Regions from separate parts of the Oryctolagus cuniculus genome. Here region 1 is linked to region 2. Evidence: chromatin contacts called from public Hi-C data. All regions are on one chromosome and are shown on one strand. The core of a region is the stretch at or near the end of the contact, and the rest is flanking DNA. Distances in the headings are between cores, read along the strand shown.

Evidence for each region. Hi-C and Micro-C count contacts between places; a contact is called where the count stands out from the background.
Region 1: a contact with region 2 is called in a Hi-C map of an unstated tissue, with 4 times the contacts expected there. The contact joins the promoter of PKP4 here to the enhancer-like site in region 2. A contact is called at or near these places in 3 of 6 Hi-C or Micro-C datasets (ear pinna, skin fibroblasts and an unstated tissue).

What each region holds. Positions count from the first base shown.
Region 1 is chr3:83,563,597-83,567,970 of mOryCun1.1, forward strand. PKP4 (plakophilin 4) reads right to left here and starts at 1,545. Exons shown (of 23, transcript XM_070070840.1): 1 at 1,409-1,545. CCDC148 (coiled-coil domain containing 148) reads left to right here and starts at 1,787. Exons shown (of 15, transcript XM_051849519.2): 1 at 1,787-1,916; 2 at 3,634-3,692.
Region 2 is chr3:83,232,997-83,237,284 of mOryCun1.1, forward strand. No RefSeq gene overlaps it. Among named protein-coding and RNA genes, the nearest start is that of DAPL1, 54 kb to the left of the region's middle. Within about 2 kb of position 1,540, at least 1 of the 8 cell types and tissues checked has an H3K27ac peak or open chromatin away from gene starts, as enhancers often do.

The DNA.
Region 1 (4,374 bases), core at 295-2,794, 330 kb after region 2:
GAGCTAAAAAATGTTGGCTGCAAGCTCATTACTCCAAGAACCTTTGGCCCCCAGTTCCTGCAGGTTTTCAGAAAAATCCTAGCAAAAACCAGGCGCTATCCAAACCCCACAAACCAAACTTGCAGAGACTGTGCAACGATTAATAACCTTGGCTGCACCACCATCGGCCGCAAATTCACAGTCCCGGAGACCAATGCAGTAAAAGCCCACGGGAAAGGCTAGCTGGCGCCCCAAAGAACCATCGCGTTTCCTCTCTGCCGCATGGAGAGGCAACGGGAGCCGAAGAGTGGAAGGAGGCTCACCAGCTCTGAAGATGCTCCGGTGACCTCTGGCTGCGCGGTGAGAGCTGGGCCGGGAAGGGGCTAGTGCGGCCGCGGCGGGCCGCCCGGACTCTGCCCCTGAGGCATTCCTCGCATTCCAGCACAATCTGTCGCCAGCCTAGAAGCTGGCAGCGCGCGTCGCTCCCTGGACACACACACACACACACACACACACACACACACACACCTGACTACCGCTGCGCCCCGAGCGGCCACCACCGCCGCGGCGCCTCCACTGCCCGCGCTCGCTGTTTTGTCGCACTCGGCCAACACGCAGCCAAATCCTGGCCCCGTCGGTTGCCTCCTCGCCGCCCGGGTAGCGGGGGAAAGGGGAGACGACAGGGCGGACAGGAACACCCGACCCGCCCGAGGGTGCCGCAGCCCTGCTTCAACTCTGGGCAAGCAGAGGAGAAGGTGGCGGCGCAGGAGGGCAGCCTGGGGGCTCGGGGCTGGGGAGCCGCGAGGGTGCAGCGTGAGGACAGGCGGCGAGGAGAGGGGCGCACTGGACCGAAGGTGGCGGGGAGCTCTCGACCCGCAGGAGTAGGGGCCTCTGGGGCAAACAAACACGAGACGGCAAGCGCAGGCAGCAGGGGCCGTGAGAGGAAGGGTTCGGGGCCAGCATGCAGGCTCGGGGCACTAGGAGCTGCCGGCCGGCCCCGGGGACAGGGGGAAGGCGGGCGCCCCGGGGTGTCGGGGGCGCGGGGCGGCGAGCCAGGCGGCAGGAGCGGGGAAGCCGCCGGGCGCTGGTCCAGGAGATCTCGGCACGGCGCTCTCAAGTTCGGGGCAGGGGGGGCTCCGGATCCGAAAGGCGCAACGTGGGGAGGGGTCGCGTGCGGCGCGGACCGGAGACCCGGGCAGAGTAATCACCGGGAAAAGCAAATGGAGGGTGAAACTTGTGCGCCCGCTGAGGGGGAGGGGAGCAGGCAGGCGAGTGCCGGCAAGAACACGAGGCGGGGCAGGAAAGCCGAGGCGGCCGCGAGGCGCTGGGGACGGAGTAACGGGAGGGAGGCGCCCGGCCCCGCGGCCGGCAGGTCCGGAGGTCTCGGGGGCAGGAGTCTCCGTGCCCTCCCGCGAGCCCGCGCACTTACTTTCCAGGTCAGGCAGCGGCCGTCGTCGCTCCAGGGATCAGGGACATCCGCGCCGAGGGGTCGCCGCTGCGACACCCGAAAAAATTAAAAAAGTGCCGCGGCCGAGCGGCCGCCCGCCCCTCCCTCCCCCACCCGCCCCCTCCCCCGGAGCGGCTCTCCCACCACCCCCGGTGGCGGCGGTGGCCAACTCGCCCCTCTACCCCGTGCCCATGGTGCCGCCTCCGCGGCCGGCGTCGACACGGACTCAGTCCCGGAGCCCCCTCTACTGCCCAGAGGCCGCCGCCGCCGCCCGCCCAGCCGCCAGCCCGCCTGCCCGGCCAGCCCCAGGCTCCCGGGAACGTCAGCACGCCGCCGTCCCCGGACCTGCTCCCCGCCAGCCCCATTGGTCGGAAGGAGAAGGCTGGCCCTCCTCATTGGCCCGGCCCTCATATTGAACGGGCCAATGGGGGCTACGGTTTCAGGTCGCCATAGAGACCGATGCTGTGAAGAGCGAGAAGGCCTGGAGAAGGTGGGGAGGGAAGATGAAGGTGTTTCTGGCCTCCGGCGCGGGAGGGGGCCGGGCGGAGGAGTGCGAGGGGGTTCCGGGGCGCTGGTTCTGAAATCTGGGGCAGCTCTAGCTTTGCCTTCCTGTCAACCCCAACTGTGCGCGGTAGGGTTTATCCCTGGCGTCCAAGGCAGGAACGGCTGAGACAACCGTAGACTTAATCCTGGATGGTGAGAGTCCGGGAGTGGGCGTTTCACTTTTCCTGCGTCCGGGGAGCCCCTGAGGCAATGGCCTTTGACCTTTGAAATGTGTGCAGTTTCTGCTTCACCAGGTGAGTTTGCACCCCATCCTTTGCGTAGCTGCTTCCTCCCGACGTCACCGAGCCCCCTGAATTCTACGTAGGCTTATTCTTCTCGACCACTCCCCTTTCCCTGAGAGCCCTCCTCAAAGGAGACCCAAAGGAGAATTTTCCTTCGGCTGGTATGTTAGTGAGGAAGCAGGCTGACGGAAGGTATGATGGATGCGAAAGGGTCAACAGGTAGTTTAGTGCGTTCTCTGCTCTCCCCCACGGACGCCTACGTGTTAAACGGCTCTGCGCTGTGAATTTGACAGGTAAAGGCGGTTTTCCCTCAGAGGTTACAGGCTGGAGAAAGGGCCAAGTGACAGAGCCCATCCTTCACGCCTTCTGATGATTTCACAAGAGAGGAAAGGAACGAGATTACGCTTGATGGATTCTGTTTTATGTTTTCCAGTGTATCTCTAAATTTGACAAAGAAACCAACGGAGGCGTGATCTGTGCACAAGCAAAAGCCTTCAGCTTTAATAAAGAATGCCATTTTCATTTAAAGTCACTTTGTGCTAGCTTGTCAATACCAGTTGGTATTGGTCAATAACTTTCTTATTTAATGACCACCTGTTAAACTAGGGCTTAGTGGATACGTTAAGTATTTAAACATGACTTTGCATTAGCTTATGGCCCCTGATATTCGTAGGTTCCTGTGTGCGATTTTGCCATTTTTACACTCATCTCTTTAGTAAGAAGACTGTGCTACTGCCCCTCGATTTATATGAACCATATTGTGTGAAAAGGTTTGATAGGATTTTGGAAATTACAAATACTTTGTTGAGAGAAACAGATTAATGTGTGTGTAAGCTACATATGTCTAACTACTGTTCTGAATTTTTAAGTTGGGTGATCTGCTTTTCTATTGGCTTTTGTCTTACTGTAATTGAAGATGACAAAATGTAATCTTAGATAAGAAATGTTAATATGGTAGCCTGACTGGATAAAAAATCACTCCATAACTTGTAGTAAAATTTGAACTTAGTTAGCAATCCTCTGCAAGGTTTGATTGTGGAACAAAACAGGAGACCATGTGATGTTCCCCCTAAATATTATCAGGATTGTGAAGGGACCAGTCCAAGAGCCAGGAGGTGCTGTCTCATGCCTTGCCATCTTAGAAATAAGCAGCTGTTAACTTCTGGCTATATTGTTGTTGTTGTGTGTCTGTTTACAGAAGAATAGAAAAAATGAAATGAAATTTTTACAAGTAAATAATGTTTTAATGTACTGACAAGACAGTAATGATTTGGTTTTTAAAAATTTCAATTATATTGAATGCATGGAAGAAGAATATAATGGAAAGAAAAAAATGGGTGATTAATTTTTTCTTGCCTTAGGCTAGCACAGAAGGAATACATAAAGAACTCCAGTAATCTTTTCATTTTGTATTTTTCTCAGATCACATATTTGACAAGAATTTTGATACTGTGTTACTTCATGTTTTTAATGATTAAAGTGTAAGTAAAATCCACCATGAATAATGTTCCTTGAAGTAAGTTATCACTCAACAGTAATTGTTTTCTTTGTTGTATTTAATTGAAAGGCTACATTTGAACTTGCCTCTGTACTGCTAAACATTGCTGGAAATGGTTAACAAGTCACTTTATTCCAGTAGAAGGTCATGCCATGCAGACTTGGCTGTGTGTTCACTGAGTCTCTAAATTCCTTTGTTCCTCAGGAGAGCGATTATCCGGGGCACTTCCCCGACATGTGCCCTATTTCTGCTTTGCTGGAGCCCCACTGTCCTTGGTCTTCTGCCTTCCTGCAAATAATCATTCCTCATACTTGACTGAGGGACCCAACATGAGGTTCCTCAACTGCCCTAAACCTCAGTCTCTGTTTTCACACATCTTCACCTCCTCTAGTCCCATCTCAGAAGGGGTATCCACACTTCTCCTGTAACCTCATACTCTACTTGTACTCTTAAACACGCGCTATCCTCTCTTCACAGTTGATTATAATTTCTCTTAGGTTATGTTTTACATGTTGTCCTGCAAAGATTTTTCCTAGGGATTCCAACTATCTGACCTTTTGTAAATCCTTGTTCCTTTCACCCTACCTCTACCTCCCATCAGCTGGCCTTTCCTTTCACCGAGAAACAATCTTACAGGAATTCCATAAGGCTTCTACTTTTCCCCC
Region 2 (4,288 bases), core at 290-2,789:
GTTTATCTGTGGTACCCACAGCAGGCCGAGTCACAGGGACAGAAAATAGCACAGAGGCCACCAGCCACTGAGTGAGGGCAGAATGAGGAGTTAGTATTAAATGGGGAGGAGTTTTTGTTTGGGATGAACAGAAAGTTGTGTGTGTGTTTTGTTTGTTTGTTTGTTTTGTTTTTTGACAGGCAGAGTGGACAGTGAGAGAGAGAGACAGAGAGAAAGGTCTTCCTTTGCCGTTGGTTCACCCTCCAATGGCCGGCGTGGCCGGCGTGCTGCAGCCGGTGCACCGCGCTGATCCAATGGCAGGAGCCAGGTGCTTCTCCTGGTCTCCCATGGGGTGCAGGGCCCAAGGACTTGGGCCATCCTCCACTGCACTCCCTGGCCACAGCAGAGAGCTGGCCTGGAAGAGGGGCAACCGGGACAGAATCCAGTGCCCCGACCGGGACTATAACCCGGTGTGCCGGCGCTGCAAGGCGGAGGATTAGCCTAGTGAGCCGCGGCACCAGCCAGAAAGTTCTTAGAATTGTGAGTGCGTGGGGGCCAGCGCCACAGCACAGCAGGTAAAGCTGCCACCTGCGGCTCTGGCATCCCATATGCACGCCAGTTCAAGTCCTGGCTGCTCCACTTCTGATCCAACTCTCTGCTAATGCACCTAGGAAAGCAGCAGAAGATAGCCCAAGTGCTTGGGCCCCTGCACCTATGTGGGAGACCTGGAAGAAGCTCCTGGCTCCTGGCTTTGGCCTGGCCCAGCCCTGACTGTTGTGGCCATCTGGGGAGTGAACCAGTCAATGGATGATCTCTCTCTCTCTCTCTCTGCTTCTGCCTCTGCCTCTCCTTCACTGCAACTGACTTTCAAACAAACAAGGAAATCCTTAAAAAAAGAATTGTGAGTGTGAACATCGTTGAACTGCACACTTGAAACTGGTCATAACGGTACACTGTGTCATGCCTATTTTATCACAATAATTTAATTAACAGGGACAAAAATAAAATACTTGGCATTGATTCCCCTAAAATAGCGCCATCCCTAGGGTCAGTTCCTAATCCACCGGCAGGGATGGATGTGGGCGGGGCAGGAGGATAAGATGGACGGGATCTTGAGTGCTGGGCAAATGAACATCACACCGAAGTGCCGGGCAGGTGGCCACATGCATCTCCTGGCCCCTCAGAGCTTGTGTGGTTTGGGACAGAAGCCTGGTGTCTGCCTCATTTCATTGTCGTTAGATCTGAAAACAACCTGTATGATGCTGTGCCTTTGACAGCGGCTAGAAAGTGTTGGAAAGGCTTTGCGGTTCTGCAGGCCTCCCTGGGGCCGAAGCCTCTGTGGGAAGAGCGTTTGGGGCACAGAGGCCAGCCTGGGGAAGGCAGCAGAGTGAGGGTGACTCCTGAGATCCAGGAAAGACCAAAGCCTGTTGACAGCTGCAGGTGCTGCCGCAGGGAAGACAGCGGCCTCTAGGTGGCGCACAGACAGCAACAAACACCCCAGACGGGGCAGCCAGTGCAGCAGCAAATGGAGCTTCACTGCTCAGTTCTGAAACCAGGGATTTAAAAAAAAAAAAAAAAAAAAAAAGGCTACTCCCTAGCCCAGCTGAAAGATGAGCCCCAGGCCCTTTGGATTCGACTTAAAGAAGACAGAGCTTTGATCATCAGGATGACACAGGGGCTGAGGGCATCGCTTCCACACCCGGGCACGCCATAGGTTCATCACGGCGGCTTCCTGGCCAGGAGAGACAGGTCAAGTACGCCTGTAGGAGCGCTGAGCGCTCGTCACAGGAGCTATTGTTACTCCCGAGACAGCTGTGGTCTTTGCTGAACACCGAGGTAGAAGGGGCGATTCTCCAAGCTGCCAACCTTGCTAGCTAGCTCCCAGGGCCGGTTTCCTCCCCTCTTTTCCAGCCTGCATCATCTTGGCCAGTGCAGCAAGGAAGCAGGAGGCAGGGCCAGCTGGCTGCAAGGACGCCCTGGGCCACGCTATGACCCATCACCAGCGCCGCAGGGAGCCCAGCACAGCACTCACCCTCCGTGCCCACTTCATTCCAGGCTACCCCACCCAGCTACCAGGGCTCTGCCATCCCCCCCTCCAACCACCCACCCACCCACACACTGCACGCTCAACAAGTCTCGTGGGGATTCTGTGCCGACTGTACCGCTCAGCCAGTTGGTCACCCTGGCTCCAAGGGGCTCCACGCTCGACTCACGGCTGTGTCTCAGTCTTCAGGAAGAGAAAGGCTAATGCACACTGTGCTCTAGGGCAGCCACTAGCCACGTGTAGCTATTGAAATTAAAAGCATCTGAAATTAAAATTCAGCTCCTAAGTTCCAAGTGCTCAATAGCCCGCGTGAGCAGTGGCTACAGTATTGGAGAGCATAAAGAATTTTCCATCGTTGCAGAAAGTTCTAGACGACAGCCCTGCAGTATTTTGCATTTCTATGGGAATGGTATAAGGCCACTTGTTATGAAGGTAGCAAATAGTTAAAAGCAAATTAACGGGAAGCAATGAAAGCTCAGGCAGGTTGTACGTCTCTGCTGGTTTTCTGATTGCTACTCTGGAGTTTGGAAGTATCCTGGCGATGGGGTGGGCACAGGTTATGGAGCAATTTAGAAGTATGTCCTCTGGCCGGCGCCGCGGCTTACTAGGCTAATCCTCCGCCTTGCGGCGCCGGCACCCCGGGTTCTAGTCCCGGTTGGGGTGCCGGATTCTGTCCTGGTTGCCCCTCTTCCAGGCCAGCTCTCTGCTGTGGCCAGGGAGTGCAGTGGAGGATGGCCCAGGTACCTGGGCCCTGCACCCCATGGGAGACCAGGATAAGTACCTGACTCCTGCCATCGGATCAGCACGGTGCGCCGGCCACAGCGCGCCAGCCGCAGTGGCCATTGGAGGGTGAATCAACGGCAAAGGAAGACCTTTCTGTCTGTCTCTCTCTCTCTCACTGTCCACTCAGCCTGTCAAAAAAAAAAAAAAAAAAAAAAAAGTATGTCCTCTAAGCTGTGGCCCCCAGATGTGTGAATGAGTCGTCACTGGCTTCATCTTTAAGAAATTCTCTGAGATTTACAAGTCAGGGCTGGACTAAGCACTCTCCCACATGGCATTTCTCATCATCTCTGTGAACTGGGTCCTTGTACTGGTCTTGCTGCCTTCCTATGTCAAAAGCCCACTTCCTCTTCTGCCATACTGCTCCTGCATTCCTCAGCCTTGGTCATTCCATAACAGGGTTCCAGGGCTGGGCCTACTTGGTCTGAGAGGAATCCCTTGCCACCAATGGACTGAGGAGCCCTGCGGGAGGCCAGTCAGGATACAGCAGACTCCTTCCACGGTGATTGGTTCAGCAGTGTTGGGACTGCTTTGGGCCAATAGGAAACAAGAGGAAGTTAGAAGGGATTCTGGGAAGGAAGTTTGCTTATCCTTAAGACAGAATGGCTGGAGGAGAGAGTCTTCCCCTTTCTACTGAGCTTGCTGTTGTGGCTTCAGCCATTTCTATGCTGCAGAGTGAAGAGCCAAGACACTCACTCAGAAAGGGAGCAGGAGGGCCTGGCCTGAGCTGCCGCGGGCCTCTGGGCTCAGGAATACCAGCCGGCCCTTCCCTTGACTGCTTCAGTGTTTGGTGTTAGAGCTGCAAGTCATGGAAAACCTAAGAATCTCCAATGACAATTTCCTGCAAATCGTGGAGCTCGGGCAAAGAAAACTTGGCTAACTCCTGGCTAACTTGCCCTGGAGTCAGCTCGCCATGATATAATATGAAGGCACTTCCTCACGTTTGTGAAAAATGGAATAAAATGCAAATTATTTTGGTGAAAACAATTTTGAAGTCCATAGATGTGAGGTCTTCATAAGCATTCATGGAAGATATGTGTTATTAAAAAAAACTATGCATAGATTTGAAGGGTTTTTGCAATTAAATGAACTTACATTTTAATTCAATTTCCCGTGAGCTTCTTGAAGTCTCTTGTATAGATGTTCTTGAACTGCAGGCACACGCTCTCATCTTCCTCATGCTGTCTCCTCCCGACGTGAATTGTCTTTATTTCAATGGATTTGGGAGAGAAAGAATCAAGACGAAACCTAAGATATGGCACTTTAAGGCTTCAAGAATATGTTACCTTGGATATAAGCTGAGAATACTCTGATAGCCTGGTTTTTGTAGGCTCTTGGAAACCATATACAGTCTTTGAAAATCCACTGGAAGCTAGACTTGATGGTCTTTTCTATCTCTTGCTCTTCCCTGGGGCTCTTAGGAAACTTCTGAATTTGAACACTTCTTTAGAATGGGTAAGAAACTTCCGGAGAGAACTGCTGAAA